5 separate regions of the Mus musculus genome follow, and all the other regions are linked to region 1. Evidence: chromatin contacts called from public Hi-C, HiCAR-type and HiChIP or PLAC-seq data. All regions are on one chromosome and are shown on one strand. The core of a region is the stretch at or near the end of the contact, and the rest is flanking DNA. Distances in the headings are between cores, read along the strand shown. Region 1 overlaps Bnc2 (basonuclin 2). Region 2 has its middle 7.2 kb from the start of Gm33410. Region 3 overlaps Gm33410 (a long non-coding RNA gene). Region 4 overlaps Gm33597 (a long non-coding RNA gene). Region 5 has its middle 4.0 kb from the start of Gm33597.

Region 1 (2,787 bases), core at 203-2,702:
TGATTTATGCATTTTTACCATGCTGATGATTGAACTCAGGGCTTTGCCAATGCTGGATGCCTCTGCTGCATCCCCAGCCCAGTGCGTGTGACTTCAACTCCTCATTAGGGGCAGGCGTGTGTTGTCTTGTTCCTTCGCTTGCTTTTTGTTTACATTGCTTGCAAGCATGATCTTCACAAGTAATGAGTCAAGAAGTTCAGATTTAAATCCGGTACAGTTGCTTGCTTCTGTTGTGATAAGGCTTTAGCTATGTGATATGGTTAACTTCGTGTTTTAGAATTCTTCACCTTTGATTTTTTTTTTTCTTCTAAAAATTTTCTTCTAAAATTGTCAGGAGACATCAGAATTATTTCTGTTTTGTATTTTGTAAGTCTAAATTAAATGTCACTTAAATGTGAAAGAACTGGCACCTTCGCTAAGGAGTCCCCAAAGCAAATGGTCATGTCAGTAATCATAACCTAATTATGAATGCAAAGTGAAGTTTGTTTCTTAAAAAAGCACAAAACAGAGGAAAGTAAGCCCCACAGCATCTCACAGCATTATCTAGCCCAGGAGAAAGCCTCCTTCTGCGAAGCCATAGGGTCCTGAATGGTAGCAGTAGTAATAAGAGAGGATGCTGGCATCTGCCCAAGGACTTGTTCAGAGGGATCCACAAATGGCCTGCTCAGTGTGTGGCTGTACAGAAGTTCCAGGGTGACACATGCCTCCCAAGCCAGTCACAATGCAAGAGGTCAGGAGTCATGTTCAAGGGCAGGGTGTTTCTGGATAAGGCTGAGGAAGCAGAGGTGGCCCCTCTGTGCTCAGTGTGTGGGTCTGTGTACTCCTTTCCCGTCAAAGCTGGCCCAGCATGGCCAAAAAGTGGTTCCTTGGCAGGGTTTAATGGCAGGATGATGTAGTCTGTTGTGACTAGTGCATTCCTTTCAGGTTAAACTAGGGAAATGGCATTGTGTTAAAATTCCAAGTCGCATGAATGTTTTATTGCCACAGTGCATTTAGCCCTCCAGGGGAGTGTGTGTGGCAGAGGTGGGGTTGGGGGTGGGGTGACTTGGAGGCGCAGGAACTATCAGAAGGACACTTCCCTTGGAAAATTTTACCCATCAGCATGAAGCTGATTTGCTCTGATGGTCACTTAGAAGGGTTTCACTTTTTTTCTTCAACTGTGGCTGTTTAAAGTCTTGTAGTCCGGACAATTAGCAGCTGAAGAAAATATGACAAGACACACACACAGAGGCCGGCAGATAGAGAGGAGGAATGAGCCAGAAAGGAGCTGAGCTGCCTTGTGTAAACTGCCCAAGCAGGGCTCCCCCTCCCTGGCCGCCATCCCTGTCCCCCTTTCCCCAGGCTGTTTTTGCTGTCTGCCTGAAGGCCAGCGGGACTGCTCTGTTAACCTTGCACCACTGACTGGGAGGCCTCTGCAGCTCATGGTACTGTGTGTTACCATTACCACTCCCCCATTCCTTCTCCCTGGCTCTCCCCCCCTCCCCTTAACTGCTTCTCTATAACAACGGTTTATATTAGTCAGAGGCATACAATTTTGGAATGCAGAAGGTCTGAGTTAAAACAAAACAAATTTAAGTATGTGCTCGCTTGTGTTCTCCCCCCCCCCCCAACACTCCTGCATTTAGAAAGGCTATCCTGAGCCATTCTAATTCAATTCTCTCCAGACTTTTCCATCGTGATTTAAAACCAGGAATTCTGGAATTTGAGCAGTTTAAACAGGGAAGTTATTGAGTATCTGGAAGGAAGAGTGCTATGAAACCTTGCGTGGAGCCTCAGGTTGAGGGTACAGGCCTCAACAATGACCTCTGATTTTGCACACTGTCCCTCCCTTGCCCCTCTCAAGGAGTGTTTCTGCCTCCTTTATTGTTTCAAACATACAGTTGCCTGCCGAGGACTGATAGCTTGTATTTGTGAGCGTTACAAATAACACTCAGGACTCTTTCATGATCCGGTTCATTTGTAAGAGATTAAAATGTGCACTGATGGAACAGTTTCCTCTTGCTCTCTACCTTTGTAAAGCATTTGGGTTTCTCCCTGTGAAGAGGAGAGCTATAGCTTAAGAAAAGTCATAGTTTGAGCTGTAGTTCTGAATTGCCAGTTTCTCTATGTTTCCAAATGTTAAAATACTTCCAGAATATAACGGAAATTTAACATGAATATTGTACAAAAAATGAGGCATGAGTAAGCCAGTGTACCCTATTTATGTAGAATTTTAAGGGCTTGATTTGTACATTTTTATAAAATGATTTTGTCAAAATAGACCTCCAGAGTTTAATCTGATTAGTGGTGTTTGTATGATGGTTTGTTCTTTTTAAACAGATATATTGACATTGTTTATGGGAAGTCTTAAACTAGCAAGCAATCAACTTTACAACAAAATCGAGATTTATATGTGGACTTGATGCTTCACATGTAAGACATATTCATATACTAACCGTCTTCCCTAAGCTCTTGTGGTCCCCACAGAGTTGGCTCCTTTTACTCTGTGGCTGCTCAGGTGATAGTAGAGTTTGGCTGACTCTGGTTTCCAGTCGGGGATTTTAAAATGTAGGGTTTTGCTGGTATTTGTTTTTTTTTCCTTTCTGTTTTATTATTTATTATAACCAGTTTTAAAGTTGTCCCCCCCCCCCACAGGGTGTGAAAATAAAAGTGTCAAATAACCTTTCATGTGCATTTAGTTTATCTGGAAATATAGTTGATAGTTCTAATCATGGAAGCATTTTTTTTTAATTATGAAAAGGATGTTGTAGCTCTGCTCAGTCCTTTCCAATCTGATTTATTAAAAGT
Region 2 (2,787 bases), core at 82-2,581, 460 kb after region 1:
GGGTAGATTTTTCTACCCCCCACTAGCCAGAGAGAGCCTTCCAGAATTTCTCCTCCACTGTTTCTCAGAGGGATATAGTGTTATTGTCAGGGAATTGTGTTCAGTAACAGGATTCCTTCATAATTAGGGAACATGTTCATTTTGGTGATACTATTTCCCCAGGGACTCTGGGTATCTTAATTGCATGAATGGGTTTTCTTTCCTGTTTTGTGTCTGCTATTATTTCTCATGTTTTTCTTCTTATAGGGGATGGGATAAATGAAGCACACCTATGAGCAAGGTCTCTGATTTAAGGACCAGAGCATAAAACACACAGCACTTCACCATCCCCGGTGACCAGCAGATTGCCCGGGAGGCTCCATCTCGGTTTCTCCCTAGACAGACTAACACACTTATTCCATCAGTTGATTTTGTTGATTCTAAGCCACACAAGGCACTAGAAAAGCTGTATTTTGTGGTCATCCCAGTTTGCCTATGAAAAGCAGATGACACAGTTGTATGGCACTGACTTCTCTCACGAGGGTTAGTTTGAAAGCCGTCTGTGTTTATTTACTTTAAGGGAGAAAGTGGTGAAGGAAACAGCAAGCTGGGTGTGTTGTGAAGGCTTCAGGCTCTGTGCAGCTCCTTCCTGTGACTTCCTCGGGACAGAGAAGGGAAGACACTGGCCCGCCATCGTAGGTGGCTTGCTCCCTACACTGAATGGACTCTCCCTTACTTCTTTCTCCCAAGCTTCCCCCCCCCCCCCAATCCACTCTTTGGGTCCAGACCAGTTGTCCTCAGGATGGGAGAAAAATATTGGGGCCTCGCTGACAGCCCTGGGGACAGATCTGGGTCCTAAGCAGATGGTTTCTGCCAGGGGAGGGGAGGGAAATTCCTGATACAAAAACAAGATAACTGAGAGAGAAAGAGAGAGAGAGGCAAGAGCCAAAATCATGCCCGGAATGTAGGGAATTCACAGGGATGAGAAAGAAGATGCAAACAATGTACAGAGTGTGAGGGGGCCGGCTCCCATCTCCACCTCTGCTTTATTCTCTCCGAACAAGCAACCTGTCTCTTCCAAATGGACAGTGGCAAGCCCTCAGGCACTCCTGGCCACCTTATTTCTGACTGGCCGTGAACTTACGGGATCATGCTGCCTGTGTGTGAGAACATGTGTACGCGGTGCAATTAAAAAGGAAGTCAGAAGACGGAACAAATCAATGGCTACCGATTCATAATAAGTTCCTTTCTATATATTTATTTATTTTCCTTTTAGCCACTAAAGGAGCAACAGCAAACTTGCAGCGAGCAGTTGTTGCCAGAGGGTGAATCATGGCTATATTGATTTGATTATGTAAAAGCTCAGAGGAACCTCAAGCCAGATACAGAAATATCTCATAGCCCTGAACCCTACGGGACACACACTAGTAAAAAAGCAATCTTTATATTGTTCCTGATAAAAGCATCATTAGTTTCCTCATAGTGAAACCATTTCTCTGCTGATACAGTATATGGTTTTCTTTTCCTCTAGAATCCACTCAGACATAATTAACACTCAGTTACTAGACTTGAGGCTCCCAGGAGTGCCCTGCTAAAGTTAGGGAGGGGTTAAGAGTTAGAGATGGTCAGGAAGAAAGACTGAGACAGGGTGGTAACAGAGGGAGAAAGGAAGGGGCTGAGAGGAGATGAGGGAGGAGAAAGAGGGAGGTCGAGGCAGGTGGGGGGAAAGTATGGAATTTCCCCTTTTCTGTGGTTTTGAGCATCCCCCTGCCTGGCTTGCACAGCTGTAAGCGCCGGCGCGGTGGCGCCCTCTGCTGGGCGAGTTTATCCTCCCAGCTTTGGAGCCCCACAGCCGGGAAAGCCCCATTCTGCACAACACTCTTCCATACTTAGGTGCTTTGCTTCCTTAAGAATAACACTTCAGACATCACCTTCCAGGGAGGCGTCTTGAATGGTGCCTCTGCAGACAGACAAAAGCTGACGACACATGCGCTGTCTGCTACAGCTGCAGGAGCAGCAGCAAAGCTCCATTGCCTTTAAAGATGGGGGTAAAACGCCTGACTGAAGCATTCCTGGAAATAACAGGGTGGAGTTTGCTGGGTCCAGACATTTTAAGGGTTGAGGAAATGGAAGTTGGGAGCAACAAAGACTCCTGCTTTTAGGGCTTCAGGTCCTGCCTAAGGGACGTCTTGGCCACCTGTGGCCTAGAGAACCCACATAGCAGAGAACTCTGATCTCAGCCTGGGCTTCAGTTTTGTCAAGAGAATAGAAACGCCCAGCGTGCTGACCAGCCTGTGCACTGCTAAACAAATAATGACCCTCTCTGAAAAGGAAAATTGTTGATTTAAAAGTCTTAGATTGGAGGGTTTGAATGTACACAGCAGGAAGAAACCAGGTCCCACTGGAAGTTTACGCTAGCATCCTCTGTTTATGTTAGAAAGCCTATGGCAATACACACATATACACAGTGGCCACGAAAGCATAAATAAACAAAGGAACACTTTTCACACATAGGGACACAACCAGAACCACATGGTTACAAACTTTCAAACTCCAGCATGTCTTAACACAATCTCAGAGCGGTGGCAGCTTGCTCCTTAGCCCTGTCCTCAAGTCTTTTCCTCTGTTTAAACAAAGCTGGTGCATGAGGGTGGGAGTGGGGGAGCATGAAGTGGAAAATCCCCAGATTATCTAGGACCCCACTGTTCAACACTGGGGGCTCAGCCCGATGCCGCTTCCCAGACAGCAGAGTCCCCGTGCTCTCGGAGACACCTGTCTGTTGAAGACTTTACCCAGATCACAGGGGAT
Region 3 (2,787 bases), core at 209-2,708, 430 kb after region 1:
TGACAGCTCTTGACCCACCTCATTTTTGTTCTGCAGGTGTTGGAAAAAGGATGTGACCATCCCTAACCCTCAACAGGGAAGGGTGGAAAATGCTTCACTGTGCATGCATGAGGGTGTACATGTGTTTATGTGTGGTCCTTGGAGTAAGGGCTGGGAAGAGACCAGCCTGCAAAACAATATTAAGAAACCGAAACATTTTCCACTGAGAAATAGAATTACTGCCCCGTGGAATTCTTACCCAGCGTGAGAAGTGAGCAGTAACCCCTCCTTTTCATTAGTTAAACAAAGAGGTCTATTTTTCAAATGAAAACTTTCAGCATGGAAAACAATGGAATTCCCAGGGCTTTGTTAGAAGCAGGATTCTCAGTACACCGATTCTCAGTGCACCGATAAACATGTCTATGTGGATGTTCAGCGGCAGAGGGTGCCGGTGATACCCGATCAAATGATAGAACAGGTCTGGTAAAATGGATGACCAAGGACTTAGCTTCAGGATTCCCAGAACAATCCCAGGTAGAAAGGCCAACAGAGAGAATGATCCATGACCTGGGAAGAGGTCAAGTGTTCTGGAGAGAGAGAGACAGAGACAGAGACAGAGACAGAGACAGAGACAGAGACAGAGACAGACAGAGACAGACAGACAGACAGACAGAGACAGAGAGACAGAGAGAGACAAAAACACAGACAGAGACACAGAGAGAGAGAGAAAGACAGACACACACACAGAGTACTAATATTTTCTGTAAGTCCATTAAATGATCCCCTTTCTTCCTCCAAGGCAAGCATCTCCTTCTGGTCAGAAAATAATCTGCCAAATTAAGCCCTGCCTGATTCAGTAGGGTGTGTGTTCCAGCTTGCTGAACTCCTGGCCTTCAAAGTTCTTCCAAACAAAAACCATCTTCCCATCAGAGGCATGGGGTAATGCCACGGCTTCTCTTAAGGTGTTCCCGGGCACTTGCACCCACATGAGAGCAGCTAAGAAGGTGAAAGCACATTCTAACTCCATCACTTAGAAGTGTGTCCTGGGCTTTCTCTGGGCCTCTCCTTGCCCACCTGCAGATGGGAAGAGTAGTCCTACTTACAGCGCAGTTCACATGAAGATTAAATGCAACAGTGCTTACTTACAAAGCACTCAGTGCCCTTTCTAAAGAGAGGAAGAGCTTGATTGAATTGTGGCCATTGTTATCAAGTTAAAGGGACCTGGCATATGTTCACAGGCCGAAACATTTTAAATTAATAAATATCATTCTTTGAGGTTTCCACTTTCTCCATCTTGCTTGCAGAGAGCATGTTGTTTAAAAAAATAAGAAGCAGGCACAAAATAGGAGCTCTTCAGTCGGAGCTTCCTTCTCTAATCAGTCTGCGAATGTTTCGGGGAGTGCTCTATTTAACTTGGCTGGCCCCGAGTTTTGCCGTGAGTAATATGCTGGGCTTAATTTCAAACTCCACGCAGCCAAGATCACTGGATACTTGAGCTTCCCCAAGCTGAGTTGATACAGCTGCTCTGCCCCTGGTCACTGGTGAGCTGTCCCTGAGGATCCCAAAGAGTCTTAACATAAACAGGTCAGTGCGCGTGGGCCACCGCAACAGTAAAGGGCATGGATCGTACAGAGGAGCAACCATGGGAGGCAGAACTGGGAGACCGGGGGAGCTCAAAGGCAGAGTCAGGAAACACTGAGACGGAGAGAAGATGACAGACAGAGTGGAAAGGGAGGCCTCTGTGAGGCTTGAGGAGATCAGCGTTGCCCGAAGAATCCTGCAGTCAGGGAGTGCAGGAGGTGAGAAGAAGGTCCGCTTTATGATGCTACCATAATAATAAACGAAAGGTATTACCGCTTTGCAAGTGAGGATTTCTGACACCAGTTAGATGAGACGATGGATACTTGCCTTTTAAAGTATTGAGTATGGCTTTCTTTTAAACACAGGCTCCATTACAAATAAAACTGTAGAAACCAAATTCAATTTCGACATGCCGTCCCCCAGAAACTTAGCTCTGGTATAAAACAAGGCTTGTCAAGGCCGTGGAGAACTTAGTCTGTAGAAGGAGGGACAAGATTCGTGGACAAATGGAGCAGGTTAATTTGAGGCCAGTGTAACTTCAGTGGCAGCCGGGTTGGCTCACAGGTCCAGGAGGCTAATGACTACGGAGTGCTCACTTTCCAGCTAGGAAATGTCTCCTTGGCTTCTGAGGTAGCAACACTCTTACCTTAAAAGGTTTGGATTGATGATCTGGGCCTAATAAAAGTGGATTCTCCAGTCTGTTGGGAACAACAATCATTTCAAAAGTGAAAGATAATGAAGATGTTCTAGAAGCAATATGATTATGAATATACATTATAAATGATAATTACAGTTCACCATTTTGGCCTTCAGAGCCTCCCAACATTATAACCCAGTGCTGGTGATTCATCTTCTCTGTTCCCTTTTGAAGGAAAATTAGTTTCAAACTATAGATTTTCCCCTTTGGTCTGATTTGCGGTCAGTTCTGATTGAATTCTCCATCTCCTAAATATAAGTGTGGCATGGGGCTTTAGGTTTCGGTATGATCTGAAATCCGGGAGCTTCCGCATGCACTCGGCCCCTGAATTATACCTGGCTGGGCAGCTCACTTGGTCGTCTCAATACTATGCAATCGCCGAAGCACCCAACATTGTCACAGAAATAAAATTCTGATGTATAGATACACTTAAAGGATCAAATATCACAAAGCAACTCTACTTCAGACATGCAAGGTTGGTTTAACATAGAAATCAGTCAACAGAATTCATCAGAGTAACAGGATAAAGA
Region 4 (2,787 bases), core at 194-2,693, 320 kb after region 1:
ACCCTGAGGACATCTGCCTGTTTGTCTGAAGCATGCCAAGCAAGAAACAGCTGCTGAGAATAGCCCAGAAGGCATCACTTCCTGTCTGCTTAGGAGACCAGTCCAGGTGCACCCCAACCCTCCTTCCCAACTCCTGCTACACTGGGCAAGAGGCTTTAGAACACAGAAAGGCATTGGCCACCTGATTCCATTCCAGAGACCCAGACCAGGGTCCTGGAGAGGTCCTGCCAGCATCTTCTCCCAGGATGCTAAGCATCAGAATTACCAGAAAGGAGGCAGGGCATGGAACGTCTCAAACCTTGGAGGCACAGGGCACTGGCCCAGTATCCAAATCTGCTTGGACTGTGTCATTGACCTCAGGCAAACCTTTCCACCTTGTTACCCGTTAAGCCCCAGTTTCCTCCTTTCTAATGTGCCCCCACCTCCCTGGCAGAATAAATGTTTCTCTTCCAGGGAGCCGGGAGCATATGATACATAATTTAATCTGGGCACTTCAACTATACTATGGTTGGCTAATTATGTCTCTCTCTCCCTACAGGCCATCAATGTCTTAAGGCAGGAGGCACCTCTCAGTCTCCCCTGGTACCCCTTTTAGCCCTGAGCCTCCATCATCTTGTCTTAGTTGACTGAACACACTGGAGGATTCTACCAGAAACAGCCACATTTCTCACGTCTTAAGATGCCCACATTGCATATCTACCTGCTGCAATGCCTGTGAAGAGACAGTCCCTGCCCCCACGTAGGACCAGAGGACAGTAATTGGAAATGTCCTCTGTGCCACAGATCTCTGTCCCACCCCTCCCACCTACTGCTGCTGAATCATTTTCTATCAATGGCCTAGTAGTGTCCCATTGACCGATGAACCCTGTAGGGCCCAGAATGCATAGCGTCTCTCATGAGCGATCGGGAGGATTTTGTCTGGACTGAAGAGGTGTGCTCGGCAGAGCCGTTCTGAGGGAAGCTTGTGAGGAGTGAGGAGAAGGCAAGGAAATGGCTAGAAGCAGCACTCGCTTCCCAAGATGCTGTGAGAACTGAGGCACGTCATGGGAGCCCTCAGAATTTGTGTCGATCTCCTGTCGAGGCTGACTTGCGATGGCATTCCTTGGCACCGTGGCCTTGAACTGTGAGTGGACAAGGGAAGCTTTGAGGACTATGTGAAGTTGAATTTGAGCATCCCAATGTGACTGTACTTCCTGATAGAATCTTTACAGAGATGATGTTAAATGAGGTGGCAAGGCTGAGGTCTTTAATACTGAGGATTTCTCAGTACATGTGCACAGAGGAAAGGCATCACGAGGGCCCAGGGAGCAGGCAGCCACCTGCAAGTCAGGCTTGGTCACCAGACACAGACCCTATTGCCACCTTGGTCAGACATATAGCTCCAGACTGTGAGAAAACAAACATCTGCTGTTTCAGCTGCCAGGCTGTGGCTGCCTGCTGTGACAACCAAGCTGACTAATAGCATCGGGCCTCTTTGTGAGCACTGCCTGTCATACCCCTGCCCCAGGGGAGGGGCAGAAGTCACAATGCATGGGAAGAGGAGCAGGCTCTATTGAAATGGGGGTTTGTTTATAAGATGTAAAGTGAAGTGAGTGAAGAAGGTACCACTAGCTCTCTCCACAGGCCAGACACAGTGAGAATTTTAACTCCTACTTAGGAATTTTGTAGCATAGTAAGAAAGAGACCCAGTCATGGGAACAATAATCAGATGACTCAATGTTCAGTAGGATGGCCTTGGAGACCAACACGTAGTAGGGCGTACTAGTTTCCAGTACTGGGAGTTCCTGGGAGCCATGAATCAATCTCTCTTTCTCTCTCTCCCCCCTCTCTCTCGTGTGTGTGTGTGTGTGTGTGTGTGTGTGTGTGTGTGTGGTGTGCACTCAGCTCTTGAAGCCAAAATAAGGGCTAGAAGGAATTGACCAGGCTGTAGGCTGCCATGAGCATCCCAAGCCTCTATCTACATCCCCAGAGCAGGACCACTTAGAAGCTGAGGTAGAGACCAAGCCCAGGCGTGCTGCAATGACTCTGTTGGACCCTTGTACCTACTTGCACTCAGGTAGACAGTCTGGGGTGTTTATAGCCTCAAATGTTATGGGGACGTTGCCCTTCATGCAGGTCGCCTGCCTTCCTCCTCTGTACTTGGTCTTCAGCACTGTGTGCCTACCATCCCTCAAACCCTTACTCTTGCTTCATTTTATTTTTATTTTATTTTATTTTATTTTATTTTTAACAAGTGGAGCCAAACTTCTGGTGCTGAGTAGAACTTCCCATGTGAACTGTGGCTCCTTAAATGTGTTTCTCTCCCCTGATAATGTTGGGGGTGTGTGCATTACTAGGTCAGGGACATCAGAAGAAACATTCTGTGGCTTTTCCAGAGACTGGTCTCATCGCTGTTGATCACTTTATGGGTTAGGATTCACCATCTCAACTATGGGCAATATGAACAGTTCCTAACAACCACTTTCTTGTCACAGTGTTAAAATGTGTTTTAAAAACAATCCCAGTTCAGTCTAACAGCAAAGCTTCACACTGCCCCAGTGCTCCAGATGAGCTCTAAGCAGTCGAGGGGGCTGTCGGGAACTTCTTTCTTATTCCCCTTCCCCCTCCTTTGCTACTGCCTGCAGTCCTGGCTTCTTGGAGTGGGGGGAGGGGGGAACGAATGCACATTCTTTCTATGTGATTGGTTGTAGTGTGTCCATGGGAGCCATAGGTGCCCAGGTGGATCCCTCAGGGTCCCCTGCTGTGTCTTTCCTTGGCCTGAGAGACACAGCTCCATTGACATGCTCT
Region 5 (2,787 bases), core at 170-2,669, 300 kb after region 1:
GCGGCCAGGCTGAAGATGTCTGACAGAGAGCCACATACAGATATTGGCAGTATCAGCTAAATAGGCTATTCGGATTCATGTTATAGGTGGAATATTTAGATCTTTCTCAAGTTCACATGCTAAATTTTAACCCACGATGGAATAGTATTAAGATACAGGGCTTTTAGAAGCTGATTGGGCCTCATGAATGGGATTGATGCTTATATAAAAGGGCTGCTGCTGGGCTCTCTCTCAACTTCTGAGTGAAAACCCAGGAAGAGGACACCCAGGGAGGCGGGAAGCAGGGTTACAGAGTTTGTTTAGCACTGTGCTGGGGAAGGAGAAGCTTTAGTGTTAGGATGAGCTCAACCTGTCTTTTCTTAATTTCTGAAAGAGGCTGGTGATGCTCTTGGCTCAACCTGAGTCACCCTCCCAGGAGCGAGGTGTGTACAAAGTGGGAAAACAGGAAGGCTGCCACTGCAGCATCTTCTGATCTATCAACATTAGCCCACTTCCCCTCGTAGCCATTTTTAGTGGTAACTTGTTATATTCTTATCTTGTGTGTGTGTGTGTGTGTGTGTGTGTGTGTGTGTGTGTGTGCGCGCGCGCACGCGCTCGCGTGGGATGGTGGTGGTGGTGGTGGGTGGTAAAAGTTACCCAGTTTGCCGAGAGTGTCACATGCAGTAAAGGGAGAGCAGGAGTTCAGTTCTGTGACAACAGAGAGAAGAGTTAAGCTTTCTTGGGAGGTTGCTCCTTCCCAACCTTTTGCATCTTAGTATTGTCCCTATCTGCAGCATACACCAACCCTATCAGGTTACATGTCCCTGTCTATGACCTTAGAAGATTTCATTTTCCAAAAGAAACGCACCATAGTCCCATAAGCCTTATCACACTAGCAGAGGAGAGAAGGGAAGTTATACTTCTCAGTAGCCCTTCTTGGTTTCTTCTGAACCACCAGTCACCTGGGCCCATTGTAGGTAAGAAGATGCCCTGGAAGAATCCAAAAAGGGAGATCAAATAATTGATTCCTGATAGAGTGCCAAGCTTCAAAAAGCACATCTACCCTTGACAGTTCTCTTAAGATCTCAGCAGAGCAAAATTATTTGGCATCAGGAAATACCAATGACCCCAAGGACCTAAATAAAGTAGCAAGCACTTCTTTGTCTGTTTCCTTTCTTTCTCTCTATCAGATGCCATTGAGTGGGATGGGAGAGAGTCCCCCATGATTGCCTCAGGGAGGGAGTGTGGCGTTTATAACTTTCTTTCTTCAAGATTAGTAGATTGCACAGGAAGGGGAAAGAGAGAGAAGGCAGAGCCGGTGTCTAACTGTGAACAGAAAGGAGCTAGGGTTCCCAACACCCTTGGCTTGGGTGTGGGCCCTACTTACTTTTGACCACGGGTGTGTCTGATGTTCTGGGAATTCACATTATTTCAAACAAAAGCTTAAAGCCACACACTGAGAGGGTGGTCTCTGGAGGTTTAAGAAGAGCTGCTCAATTGCCCTGAGCTGCTCCCAGGAAAGCTGCTTCCTGGTTTCATTTGCTCTTCACAGAGCATTTTCACCCGCGACCTTTCATTAGACCCACACAACAACCACCCTGCCTCATACATGGAAAAGATCATTTCTCGGAGTTCTCAGAGCCTTGCTGCTGCCATTAAAATACTTGCCTGGGGTCAAATAGCTAGAGGTGAAGGCACCTACTGGAAATCTGACTCCGTTCTGCTCCACACCCGGTTTCTCCAGTAGGGTGGCCAGCTTTGGACCACTTCCAAGGTCACCCCTAGTTCTTCATCACAACTGGTGCTGGGACTGTAACCCCATTTCCTCTGAATGAGGAGTCTAATCAGTGGGAAAGCAGAATGAAGTTTGTTTTTTCTTTATATGCCTTCCTTACTTTCTTCTCCCATTGTAGTAGACCTAAGACTTTGACACAGCCATGCTCTACCCAGGGATGTAGTATCAGGAAGTATTCAAAAGTGATACCACTTAGGAAGAACATTATTTAGGGTGTTGATCTAGAGATAGGTGCCTGCCATATCGTTCTGAAAGGGGCACATTGAAATGAGCCTGAAGGCATCCTTTAGAGTAAGAATATATTCAATCAGTGCAATAGTTTCGAGATTTTAACTCACATAATGGAGTGGCATTAAACGGCATAGAAAGATGGTCACAATCCATTGTTAAATAAGCAAAATAGTTCATTAAAAGGTATGTGAAGATTTCCTCATGTTACAACCTTAAAAAATATTTTCGCAGATATGTCAACAAATTCCCAGATAGTTACATACCAAAACAGCAATGCTAGCTATCTCCAGCTGGGATGATTCTGGTTGATTTTCATTTCCCTCATGGATTATCTATATTCCAAAACAGCCCACATTTAATGAGAATTGTTTGGTTTGGTTTGGTCTGGTTTGTTCTTGTTCTTGGTGGTGTTTTGTTTGTTTGCTTGTTTGTTTGTTTTGTTTTCTCCCCGAGACAGGGTTCCTCTGTGCAGCCTTGGCTGTCCTGGAACTCAGGCTGTAGACCAGGCTGCCATCAAACTCAGAGGTTGACCTGCCTCTGCCTCCTGAGTGCTGGGATTAAAGACATGCACCGCTACTGCACAGTGGAAATTGATTTTGTAGTGTGAAAAAAGTTCTATAGGATTGGTAGCAAATGATTGGTTGTGCATTCTGACCACTCATATTCATTTGCTTTTATGTCTGTGTTAAATGCCAGGCACTACAAGTGTCGGCCTTGTGTTCATCTCGGCGTATGATTCTCCAGCCACTGTCCATTTCCGGGACTCATGGGGTTGTTCCTTT

The links. A called contact is a pair of places that touch in the nucleus more often than the background predicts. HiCAR-type assays count read pairs that join an accessible place to other places. HiChIP or PLAC-seq counts read pairs in DNA pulled down with a chosen protein or histone mark.
Region 2: a contact with region 1 is called in a HiCAR-type map of embryonic stem cells, with 4 times the contacts expected there. The contact joins two enhancer-like sites. A contact is called at or near these places in 2 of 39 promoter capture datasets (the 3T3-L1 cell line and stem cell-derived epiblast-like cells), 1 of 15 datasets of contacts at CTCF or cohesin (the NIH/3T3 cell line), 10 of 484 Hi-C or Micro-C datasets (cochlea, cumulus cells, embryonic fibroblasts and 4 more), 2 of 115 datasets of contacts at active chromatin or transcription factors (embryonic stem cells and vascular smooth muscle cells) and 3 of 9 other capture datasets (embryonic stem cells, embryonic tail and embryonic trunk).
Region 3: an H3K27ac HiChIP or PLAC-seq map of the NIH/3T3 cell line shows a contact between it and region 1, with 4 times the contacts expected there. The contact joins two enhancer-like sites. A contact is called at or near these places in 3 of 39 promoter capture datasets (embryonic stem cells, hippocampal neurons and stem cell-derived epiblast-like cells), 1 of 15 datasets of contacts at CTCF or cohesin (the NIH/3T3 cell line), 2 of 484 Hi-C or Micro-C datasets (embryonic fibroblasts and tail fibroblasts), 2 of 115 datasets of contacts at active chromatin or transcription factors (the NIH/3T3 cell line and vascular smooth muscle cells) and 2 of 9 other capture datasets (embryonic stem cells and embryonic trunk).
Region 4: a contact with region 1 is called in a Hi-C map of muscle stem cells, with 3 times the contacts expected there. The contact joins two enhancer-like sites. A contact is called at or near these places in 1 of 484 Hi-C or Micro-C datasets (muscle stem cells), 1 of 115 datasets of contacts at active chromatin or transcription factors (fibro-adipogenic progenitors) and 1 of 9 other capture datasets (liver).
Region 5: a contact with region 1 is called in a Hi-C map of embryonic stem cells, with 1.8 times the contacts expected there. The contact joins two enhancer-like sites. A contact is called at or near these places in 3 of 484 Hi-C or Micro-C datasets (all in embryonic stem cells), 3 of 115 datasets of contacts at active chromatin or transcription factors (all in embryonic stem cells) and 1 of 9 other capture datasets (embryonic stem cells).

Annotation. Positions count from the first base shown.
Region 1 is chr4:84,522,001-84,524,787 of GRCm38.p6, reverse strand. The region is part of intron 3 of Bnc2 (basonuclin 2); the gene reads left to right. Among named protein-coding and RNA genes, the nearest start is that of Bnc2, 150 kb to the left of the region's middle. Within about 2 kb of position 1,452, at least 124 of the 459 cell types and tissues checked have an H3K27ac peak or open chromatin away from gene starts, as enhancers often do. A contact at or near this core is called in the NIH/3T3 cell line, embryonic stem cells, fibro-adipogenic progenitors and 2 more, where this site is marked.
Region 2 is chr4:84,063,830-84,066,616 of GRCm38.p6, reverse strand. No RefSeq gene overlaps it. Among named protein-coding and RNA genes, the nearest start is that of Gm33410, 7.2 kb to the left of the region's middle. Within about 2 kb of position 1,331, at least 18 of the 459 cell types and tissues checked have an H3K27ac peak or open chromatin away from gene starts, as enhancers often do.
Region 3 is chr4:84,087,097-84,089,883 of GRCm38.p6, reverse strand. All of the region lies in intron 1 of Gm33410 (a long non-coding RNA gene), which reads right to left. Among named protein-coding and RNA genes, the nearest start is that of Gm33480, 6.6 kb to the right of the region's middle. Within about 2 kb of position 1,458, at least 38 of the 459 cell types and tissues checked have an H3K27ac peak or open chromatin away from gene starts, as enhancers often do. A contact at or near this core is called in the NIH/3T3 cell line and tail fibroblasts, where this site is marked.
Region 4 is chr4:84,201,082-84,203,868 of GRCm38.p6, reverse strand. All of the region lies in intron 5 of Gm33597 (a long non-coding RNA gene), which reads left to right. Among named protein-coding and RNA genes, the nearest start is that of Gm33597, 18 kb to the left of the region's middle. Within about 2 kb of position 1,443, at least 72 of the 459 cell types and tissues checked have an H3K27ac peak or open chromatin away from gene starts, as enhancers often do. A contact at or near this core is called in fibro-adipogenic progenitors and muscle stem cells, where this site is marked.
Region 5 is chr4:84,223,378-84,226,164 of GRCm38.p6, reverse strand. No RefSeq gene overlaps it. Among named protein-coding and RNA genes, the nearest start is that of Gm33597, 4.0 kb to the right of the region's middle. Within about 2 kb of position 1,419, at least 5 of the 459 cell types and tissues checked have an H3K27ac peak or open chromatin away from gene starts, as enhancers often do. A contact at or near this core is called in embryonic stem cells, where this site is marked.